3 separate regions of the Mus musculus genome follow, and all the other regions are linked to region 2. The links are chromatin contacts, called in public Hi-C maps. All regions are on one chromosome and are shown on one strand. The core of a region is the stretch at or near the end of the contact, and the rest is flanking DNA. Distances in the headings are between cores, read along the strand shown.

The links. A called contact is a pair of places that touch in the nucleus more often than the background predicts.
Region 1: a Hi-C map of bone marrow-derived macrophages shows a contact between it and region 2, with 19 read pairs. The contact joins two enhancer-like sites. A contact is called at or near these places in 1 of 15 datasets of contacts at CTCF or cohesin (CD8 T cells), 5 of 484 Hi-C or Micro-C datasets (LSK cells, bone marrow-derived macrophages, nephron progenitors and 1 more) and 2 of 115 datasets of contacts at active chromatin or transcription factors (CD8 T cells and bone marrow-derived macrophages).
Region 3: a contact with region 2 is called in a Hi-C map of bone marrow-derived macrophages, with 18 read pairs. The contact joins two enhancer-like sites. A contact is called at or near these places in 2 of 484 Hi-C or Micro-C datasets (both in bone marrow-derived macrophages).

Annotation. Positions count from the first base shown.
Region 1 is chr16:24,897,270-24,900,569 of GRCm38.p6, reverse strand. The region is part of intron 10 of Lpp (LIM domain containing preferred translocation partner in lipoma); the gene reads right to left. Among named protein-coding and RNA genes, the nearest start is that of Gm22672, 15 kb to the right of the region's middle. Within about 2 kb of position 1,324, at least 4 of the 459 cell types and tissues checked have an H3K27ac peak or open chromatin away from gene starts, as enhancers often do. A contact at or near this core is called in bone marrow-derived macrophages, where this site is marked.
Region 2 is chr16:24,638,959-24,642,147 of GRCm38.p6, reverse strand. All of the region lies in intron 5 of Lpp (LIM domain containing preferred translocation partner in lipoma), which reads right to left. Among named protein-coding and RNA genes, the nearest start is that of Mir28a, 190 kb to the left of the region's middle. Within about 2 kb of position 1,662, at least 25 of the 459 cell types and tissues checked have an H3K27ac peak or open chromatin away from gene starts, as enhancers often do. A contact at or near this core is called in bone marrow-derived macrophages, where this site is marked.
Region 3 is chr16:25,023,038-25,026,239 of GRCm38.p6, reverse strand. No RefSeq gene overlaps it. Among named protein-coding and RNA genes, the nearest start is that of A230028O05Rik, 35 kb to the left of the region's middle. Within about 2 kb of position 1,434, at least 40 of the 459 cell types and tissues checked have an H3K27ac peak or open chromatin away from gene starts, as enhancers often do. A contact at or near this core is called in bone marrow-derived macrophages, where this site is marked.

The DNA of each region.
Region 1 (3,300 bases), core at 75-2,574, 260 kb before region 2:
CTGACATTCATCCAAACTCTGTCAAACACTGGCTGGTGAGTTCATGCTTCATTTAAAAATAAACAAACTGGGGCAGGAAGAAGGTTCTAGCATAACATTTCAGAGGCACTGAACCTGGAAATACGAGACCCTTCATTCTGGTCAGAGCTGAAGCAAATGCTGTCCTGGTTCACGGTCCTACTGAAGTGGGCAGAGTCCAGCTTTCCCCAGGGATCACTCTGTCTCTGTAGACACATAGGCTTAGTTATTTCAAAACTCTCCTAAAGAGGGAGGGTCTCTGAAGGTACCACCAAGGCTCTTGGTTTCTATTCATGCTTCTACCATTGCCAAACATGTGAATTCAGGCAAATCAACAAACTTTCTCTGGCTGTTAGCTTTTCCAGCCATAAAACAACAGCACTGAATTAAAGTACTTCTTTAATTTTAGTTCCTTCTGGGCCTTAAATGTTCTTATTCAAATACAATAGAAATTGGTATACTTTGGGATAAGAGTTAGGGGGAAATGTTATAAATGTTATCAATAAGGACTTCCTGTTGCTCTGGTCAGTCAACTAGGAGGTATGTGCTTCAGCTTCTCTGTCAGTAAAGTACTGCCCAGTGTCCACAGGAGGACAGAGCTATATCATTAGAAAAGGTAGCCATAGATTGGACATACTGCTGATTATGAATGAGTGGCTCTAAGAGTGGCATACAAGTGTCAGGCGGGCTCCAAAGCACCCTAAATTCCGTTACACAGACACAATTTCCAGTGTTGCCTAGTTGCTCAGTTTTTCTTACGGCTTTTATGGAAGGGCTATCTCTCATGTATTCTTTAAATCTAACCTTGTAACTTTTATCTTGTCAGCTTTTTAGGCTTTGTCCTACCACTTTAGATTTAATCATGTTTTATAGTCTACCATTGTCTATAAATGTTTATATGTTCTATATTTACAGCTATGAAACCCTGCATGTAAACAACAGTGCACACTGCAAAGATGTGCATTAGAACCCCATGGGTATGACAGAAGGAAGTTTGGGGACTGTGATGAGAACAAAGAATCCAGTGCATTTCTAATAGTTTTTTGTTAAACCGGGTAACAAGTATGTGGACCTTTATATTATTTGTTATGTCTGTGTCAAAAAAATAAAACCTACATAATTGTGCAAACATATATGCATTTAGCCTTTTCTTTTCTTTTTGTTTTCATAGTCCTACTTCAAAAGTTAAAAAGCATGTTTAGAAAAATACAAATATAAGAGATGATCGTGCACATTCCTAGATTCAAGGGTAGGAAGGCTGGCCTTATTCAACTAAACTAGTTTCCTCATTTTATTTAGAGCTGGCTTTGTGCTGGGGTGGTTGCTTGTTTTTAAAAAAAGGCATGATAGGCTGGAGACGTGGCTCAGCTGTTAGGAGTATTTGCTGCTCTTGCAGAGAACTTGGGTTTGGTTCCTAAAACATAGGCTCACAAACACCTGTAAGTCCAGTTCTAGGGGATTTGATGCCCTTTTCTGACATCTACCAGCATGGTACACCCATCACGCACATGCACACGTACACACACATGCACACACACACACACACATGTATGCATGCATGCAAGCACGCACACACTCTTTAGAATAATTAAATCCTAAAAAATTTGTAACAAATTTATGAAGTATCATTTCAGTGAAACGTATCCATGGAGAGAATTACACTCATATTCTCTCCCTGCCCCAATGTGCTATATGAGTTTAAACCAAGTATTTTAAAGGCTGCTAATATTGTTCAAATATTGCACTCATCAAATAATTGAGAATATTTTACTATGTGGCATTCACTTTACCACTCCAATTTATCACGCAGCACTGAACTCAACATTTCTTTTAGGCTTTCTCCACATGTGCAGTTAGATTAGCACTCCCTCCCTGAGGCAGGCTAAGTTAGGGTCTCAGAAGGCTGAGGGTGGAGACACTGCAGGCATCATTTGTTCTTTGAAGATAGGAGAAACCCTGTTAGTGACATTTCCTCGCCTTTTCTCAGGTAGCACTTCTGACTTTCATCTACATTGGTGAGGTTGAGGGTCCCCCCCCCCCCTTGCATATTTTAGATTTACAGAAAAAGCATCTTTCCTATGAAACATGTGATTTTTTTTTTTTTTTGAGGGAAGGTCTACTGCACCCCTGGCTGGCATTGAACTCCTAATCACCCTGTCTTCACCTCCCTGGCTGTAGTTACAGGTATGTGCTAGCATACCTGGTTTATGAAGCATGGGTTTTGAAATTAAGGTTTTGTGCATGTTAGCAAGGCTACATTGAGAAAAAGTGTACTAGGATTAAAGCATTTTACTCAGAGCAAAGGAGCCTAGGTTCAGTGGAGAGAAAGGAAATGGTCTATAGTTATGCCCACACTTTTTTCACCCCCACAGTTTGTAACATTTGTCTAGATTTATTTGTACCGCATTCATTAATTCCCACCCACCTCCGACCCTTCCCCATGAGACAGGGTCTTTTCTAACCTCAGCTGGCCTTGAATTCACTGTTATAGAATATCCTAGAATTTTTTTTCAGTTACCAACAACTTGTCATGAATGGCCTGCATCCCACCCCTTCTTTAGGCAGCATCTCCTATGAGCATCAAGGTATTTTCTGTACTCTCCTTACAGTGGCTTCTGTGACTTAGACCTCCATCCACGTCCTCTGTCTGGCAGGCATTATCATCTTCCTTCCGTAGTTGAAGCAGTCTGCACAAGCAGGGTGTTTGTTTACTTAACTTTTCATTTCTCGGCTGTTATCTTGGCTAGTCAACTGCTGGATTCAGCTACAGTTCCCTTTCAGAATTTGTTTGCTTTTTCCTTTTGGACAGGGTTTCCCTATGTAATCAAGAGTGGCCATGAACTTGCAACATACCTACTTCAGCCTCCCAAGATGTAGGACTAAACTGGTGTACCATATGTATTTTCCTTTTAGATTTTGATTTGATAAATGTTTTTCTAAATATTTTATGGATATCGGGAAAATAAATTTCTTTATTATACAGTCAATGTATCTTTTAAAAAAAATTTTTAAATTAATTATTATATGTGTGTACACTGTAGCTGTCTTCAGACACTCCAGAAGAGGGCATCAGATTTTTGTTGTGGATGGTTGTGAGCCACCATGTGGTTGCTGGGATTTGAATTCAGGACCTTACGAAGAGCAGTCGGTGCTCTTAACTGCTGAGCCATCTCACCAGCCCCACACTCAATGTATCTTGACTCAATCAATCTTATTAATTGTATTATCCAACTCCTGTAATTAATTGGTCAAAGACAGAAAGAAATGTGCTTTCTAAAGAAC
Region 2 (3,189 bases), core at 413-2,912:
TGAGCAGATTCACAGATTTCTCATCATTTGAATAAGGAGATGCCAATAGGGAAAATAATCAGGTTTTACATATTCCCAACACCTCAACTCAGATACTGGGTTAAAGGTACTCACAAGTGAGGGCCAGGAACTAGGAAAGGGAATTATTACACAGGGAAACACTGTTTTATGTTTTGTTTTGTTTTGTTTTGTTTTTGTGTGTTGTTGTTATTTAGAAAAAAAAGGGCAGTGCTACAGAAAGCCCCGAGTGTTAGTGCTACCCTGCCAAGGATGTTTCATGAGGACATTCTGGGGAGCAAGTGGCTGACATGGCTTCTCAGGGGAGTTTATTACTGATGAGGCCATATGTTAAGGTTCCACAGTCCGCATTACCAAACAGCAGGGGCAGAGGAGCAGTGTCTCTATTCTGAACACAGGTAGGGCCACAGAACACACTAATACCCCCGAGGAGGCAGGGACCCAGCACAGTGAGGCATAGCAGAAAGTGAGGCTCTTCACTAGTAAAGAAACTGCAGGGAAGGCAGGGCAAATGCAACCGGAAAGGTTAAGAGTTATGCAGGCATAGCAGGTGTGAGGGGAACAGACGTACAGTGAACACACAGGAAGAGAGGCAGTGTGAGCTACTGAGTCAGCACATGGCACACGGGAAGTCATTTCAAATCCACTTAGACCTTCAACCTCCATCAACAGATTAATAACTTCAAAGCAAATTGAAATGAACTTGATTATACTTGCAAATTACAGCAAAATTAAAAGACACCCCAAATGTAAAGGTAACACTAGTATATATGCGCATAATACATAAAATTCAAAAACGCTAACAGAATCACACACACTCACACACACACACAGACACACACACACACACACAAAGTTAATGCTGTTTGGATAAGATGTGAGTTACCTGATTAGGCAATTGTTTGTTTTAAAAAAAAAAAAATCCTATCATGGGACAAGGGAAAATAAAGCCAGAATTGTGACATGCCAACTAATTCACTCTGTGTGCAGAAAGTCACTTCATCAAGCTGCTGCAATGAAACTGCCACCCATCTCTTCAGCAGCAGCTCCTTGACACAAGCAAAGGAGACGTGAGTATGAGAGAGAACCGTGAGAAACTGGCACCTAATACAGAACAGGGACACATAACCAGGGATCTCTTTAGCTTACAAGGAGATCCATGCAACAGAACACCCATGCATCTGATCAGAGGACCCAAGTAAGCCAGGGTTATGGATCTATTAGGAACAACTGGGTGTAAGGATCTAGAATCAGGCTTAATGGGAAATGTCATCTCATTTCCGGTGGTCTGTTAGGCAGATAAGCCCTTTGGACAAATATTTTAAGGTTTTCCCTTATCATGGTGCCATCATCTGAGTGGGAAATGTCTCCACAGAATCATTCTTGAACCCTTTGCTTCACTTTATCGGGATTTTGAAGCTATAGAGCTGTGAGGAACTGAGACCTGACTGATGGAAGACATGGTTATGTTCTACCTCTGTGCGCCTCGTGGTCAGCAACATGGAAAGGCCTGTATCCCATGATGCACAGCCACAGGCTGAGCTGCCCCACTATGCCTTCCCAGCCCTAAAGAATGGCAAGCCTCCCTGGGATGCTATGAGTCAAGTTGTTACAAAAAGTGGTCACAATGACACAGGAGGAACTAAAAGCATACTTCTACAAAAGCCTGGGAAACTCAGCGCCGTGTGAGCAGGGAAAGTGGGGACCCACATTAACTCTTCTTGCTTCCCCAAGTGGATCACTGAGAACACCCTTGCTCAGGAAGCTTTTATGAAGATGTAATGAGACCACAGCAATCAATGCTATGCTATGCTATGCTATGCTATGCTATGCTATGCTATGCTATGCTATGTACTGTCTGTCTGCTCTCTGCCTCTATATTAGAAACACCTCACTTGGGTTTCCTCATTCTAAGAATATAAACTTCTGCCTCCCTCTCTATTTTCTAGGTAATTTGGTTAAAAGCAAACACCTTCTGTGCTTACCACACAGAATCTTATAACCTAGACTGAGGAAATCAGAGAAACCACTAACCTTAATGAAGTATTGGCTATATATACCTGTGCTTCTATCTATATCTTAAAATAGTTTATAATTAAGAGCAGAACTCTACTGACAATACAATAGACTCACTAATGCTAATATGGTTCATTTGACTAAATATTTTAAATATATATAATAGCTACAATAGACACAGACCAGTCTGTCACTTCACCCAACCAGAGAAGTCACTCAGAATTAAAATTTTTACTCTTAAACTTTCCCACACCATGCCCCAAGGCAAAAGCCACAAGATCAATAAACACCCTGCAAAAATGGTCACCTAACATTATTTATGGCTGAGAGAAGTGCTTTTGACACACCTACAAAAGTTTCAGTTTTACAGCACTGATTGTATTCTGTGATATTTGAGATTATCTCTGAGACAATTCCGGAGGGAAGGACTGAGGTACAGAGGAGATGAAGTGACCATCAAAGGGAAGGAAGGCTGTGGAAAGAAGAGAGAGGGACTACATGCGACAGGAGGAACAGCAGTACAAAGAAGTACATGAGCCAATCCTTGCTGAAGATGATGACATATGTGGAAAGAAACATTAAAATAATTGTTACAACAGTTTTTAAAATTGTCCATGGCAAATTGTTAAAAAAAAAAAAACAACCAAAAACCAGAAAAGTATGTGCTTTTGGAAGTCATGAAAGAAGCCCCAGCATCCAGAACTTAAGATACAACACAATTCTGAGTTAAAATGGCACAGGCGAGATAAACTGTATGGACTTTATCTCTCAGAGTTCAAGCCAGCCTTAGCCGAAGTTCAGTATTTGATATAGGTTGAATGGTTTGTAATCTATACTCAATCCGACACACATGTGGCGCTTAGCTTATAAATGTCCCCTTTCGATTTTCTCATCCAAAGCTTAAGGAGGGACCTGGTACATGTTAAACTAATAGGTTCCTTGTGCTCATGCTGACAGTCTAGCTTGTGTATGCCCGAGGTAACTGTGCAATGTTTGTATTTGCCTAAGGAAATGAACTAAAAATACAGACTCTGGTGTTCCATAGACAGCTCATAGGTTCAGACCAATACACTCACACAACTATTGCCAGTGTACTATCATTGATGTACAGCAGTAATCCAGGGTTCTGAACAGTCGAGGGAAAGTGCCAGAAAT
Region 3 (3,202 bases), core at 185-2,684, 380 kb before region 2:
AAAAGAGAGTCCTCCATTTTGCACAGAGCTCAGAAAAAGAAAAGTTGTCTGGTCATGGTAGACTACAATCTTTTTTTTTTTTTTTTTTTTGGTTTTTTTGAGACAGGGTTTCTCTGTGTAGCCCTGGCTGTCCTGGAACTCACTCTGTAGACCAGACCAGGCTGGCCTTGAACTCAGAAATCCGCCTGCCTCTGCCTCTGCCTCCTGAGTGCTAGGACTAAAGGTGTGCACCACCACTGCCTGACAATAGACTACAATCTTAAACAGCAGGATTCAACAGACTGATATATACAACCAATATGTAGTCTCTGTTGGTACCAAGAAGAGTACCTTCCCATACCAAAGACATGCTAGTACACCCATGCTCTTTGTGTGTGTGTGTGTGTGTGTGTGTGTGTGTGTGTGTATGTTCTGTATAGTCTTCATGTTTTATTTGTATAATAGTGATTGTTTAAATGACCACACAGGACCAGGTAGTAGCCTGGCAAAGAACCTATGGCTTAATTTCAACCTTGTAAAATGATATCAGCTGATCAGCATTACATATACAGGGCTTGCCAGGCTCCACAATACTGAGAAATTGGACAAAACATAATTGGCTTTCCTAGGGTTGGTCCCAAATCCCTTATATGGCACCTATAAGGTGAGTAGGCTTTCAAAAGTCTTTCTAATTCCTAATGGGCTAATGTATGTGGGGGTTTCTACTCCTGTAGCACAATTATAGGATGAATGGAAGGTAAATGTTTAAACTGCCAAGGATACTGTAGAAACAAAATGAAAGGAATATACTTTTGTTTTTAAGACAATATTTATTTTCTACTCAGTTTCAGCTGTTAACTTGATGCTGTCCAGAGTTATCTGAAGGAGTCCCAATTGCTTGGATTGGACTGACTAGAGGGTGTGTCTGGGAGGCATTTTCTTAATTGCTAATTCATGGTAGAGTGGCCAGCCCACTGTGGGTTGTGCCATTCTTAGGCAGGTGTGACTGGGCTATGGAAGAAAGCCTGCTGAAGCCATTTACCTTCCATTCATCCTACAACTGTGCTATGGGAGTAGAAACCCCCACATACATTAGCCTATTAGGAATTAGAAAGACTTTTGAAAGCCTACTCACCTTATAGGTGCCATATAAGGGATTTGGGACCAACCCTAGGAAAGCCAATTATGTTTTGTCCAGCAAAACATATGTTATGTTATGTTATGTTATGTTATGTTATGTCTTCCCGGCTGAAGCTGAGTGGCCGGGAGGAGGGAAGAGGAAAGGGGAAGAGAGGTGGGAGAGAGAGAGAGAGAGAGAGAGAGAGACAGAGACAGAGACAGAGACAGAGACAGAGACAGTGAAACAGAGACAGAGAGAGAGAAAACGAATGTGCCAGTAAGCAATATTCCTCCATGGTTTCTGTTTCATTTCCTACTTGAGTTCCTAGCCTCTCAACCACAGACTGTGACGTTGGAAGGGTACGCTAGCTAGACAAACCCTTTCCTCTCTGAGCTGCTTCTGTTCAGAACATTTTGCCACAGCAATATAAAGTTAACTAAGGGAGTTCACAATGTTCAAAGCAAAGAGGTGCCATGATAAGAAGGGGACAGATTTGTGGACTTTTTTTTTTTTTTTCCCTGTGTGGCATCAGAGGATGCAACTGGAACAAATGGGTTGAAATTGTAAGTCAGAGGGGAAGTACAACTTTTTAGAGATGTGAGTTTAGGATTTAATGGGATAGGGAGTCGTGTCAGGAAGACGTTGGCAGTAAAGATAAGGGAGCTTGGTTCTCTTAGCAAGAGATGCTTCCAAAGCATCGCTGCTGCCCACAGAAACTCAACAGTTGGATCTCTTGGTCTTTTCCCAGATGAGATTTTATGTTGTCAGTGTGGCCACTGATTTTATAGTAGGAAGGGGAAAACCCTTAGCTACCATTTGATGTACTAAGCTTGAGTCTGACACAGAAGACACAGTTGAACTAAGTTGAAGGTGCTATCTTCCTCTCTTAGCATTGTCACGCACTGCATCAAGAGGAGTAGCATTTGGTTTTGTCCCTGAGCCTTAACTCCTACACAATTGTTACAGAGAGAAAAAAAAAAAAAAAAAAAAAAAAAAAAAAACAAAAAAAAAAAAAAAAACATGTGTCAGGTTGAGATTGAGGGCACGGCCACAGACCCCATGGAAAATTAAATCTTCTTTAATATAAAACAAAATCTATAAAACCCAGCATGGCTTCTCACTGGGTTACCGACTTTGGTAAGGTTTGTTTACTTGGTTGTTCTCTGGGTAAATGAGTCTTTAGTGTGGGCATCTTTTGCCACACTGGATGTCTGACAAGTATCTCTAGTGGTTGAATGCGACAAAACTCAATATGCGTGTGATGTGAGACTATGAAATGAAAGCTTACCAGCCCTATAAGGTTACTATATCTGAACATTTTCAAGTAAAGCAGAGTTTCCTCTGAATTTCTTTCCAGAGTTGGTCAAATTGCAGTCATTTATAGTGTATGATATGAAAACCATTGACAAGAACTTCCCCAGGCAGCTAGGCAGGTATGAATTTATAACTTGTTTAATTACATGTATAATGTCCTCCTGTATAGATTTTTCCATTTCTATGATCTCCAGGAAGAGATTATAGAATCCATATCCACACAGTAGACCAGTGGTTCTCAACCTTTCCATACAGTTTCTCAGGTTAAGGTGACCTACAACCATAAAATTATTTTTGTTGCTACTTCATAACTATAATCTTGCTACTGTTATGAATCCTAATGTAAATATCTGATGTGCGGTATATCTGATAGACAACCCCTTCTTGACCCAGAGGTTGAGAATCACTGGACCAGGCATTGCTGGTGCTTTGCCAAAAGTGATCCAAGTCCCAAACCGCTTTTAAAAACCAACCATGGAACTTCAATTTGACTTATTTTAATTTTTGAGACAGGATCACACTAAATAGCCTAGACTGTACACCTACCTCATTGCCCCAAGTACTGGGTGCCCCACCATGCCCAGCTCTAACATTCTGCTTCTTTCATGGAGTATTAGAGAAGGCCAACCCTCTATATCACACAAATGTGGCCTATTCTAGTTCACGTAAGTGAAAGGCCAGAAACAAGCAGGGGAAGGGCCCGAGGCAACAGCAACGGGGCTGCTGTTCTCTACATGTGACTTCAGTGTACTTCTGGGATCTGTGTTGTGGAGCTTGATCCCTAGGGTG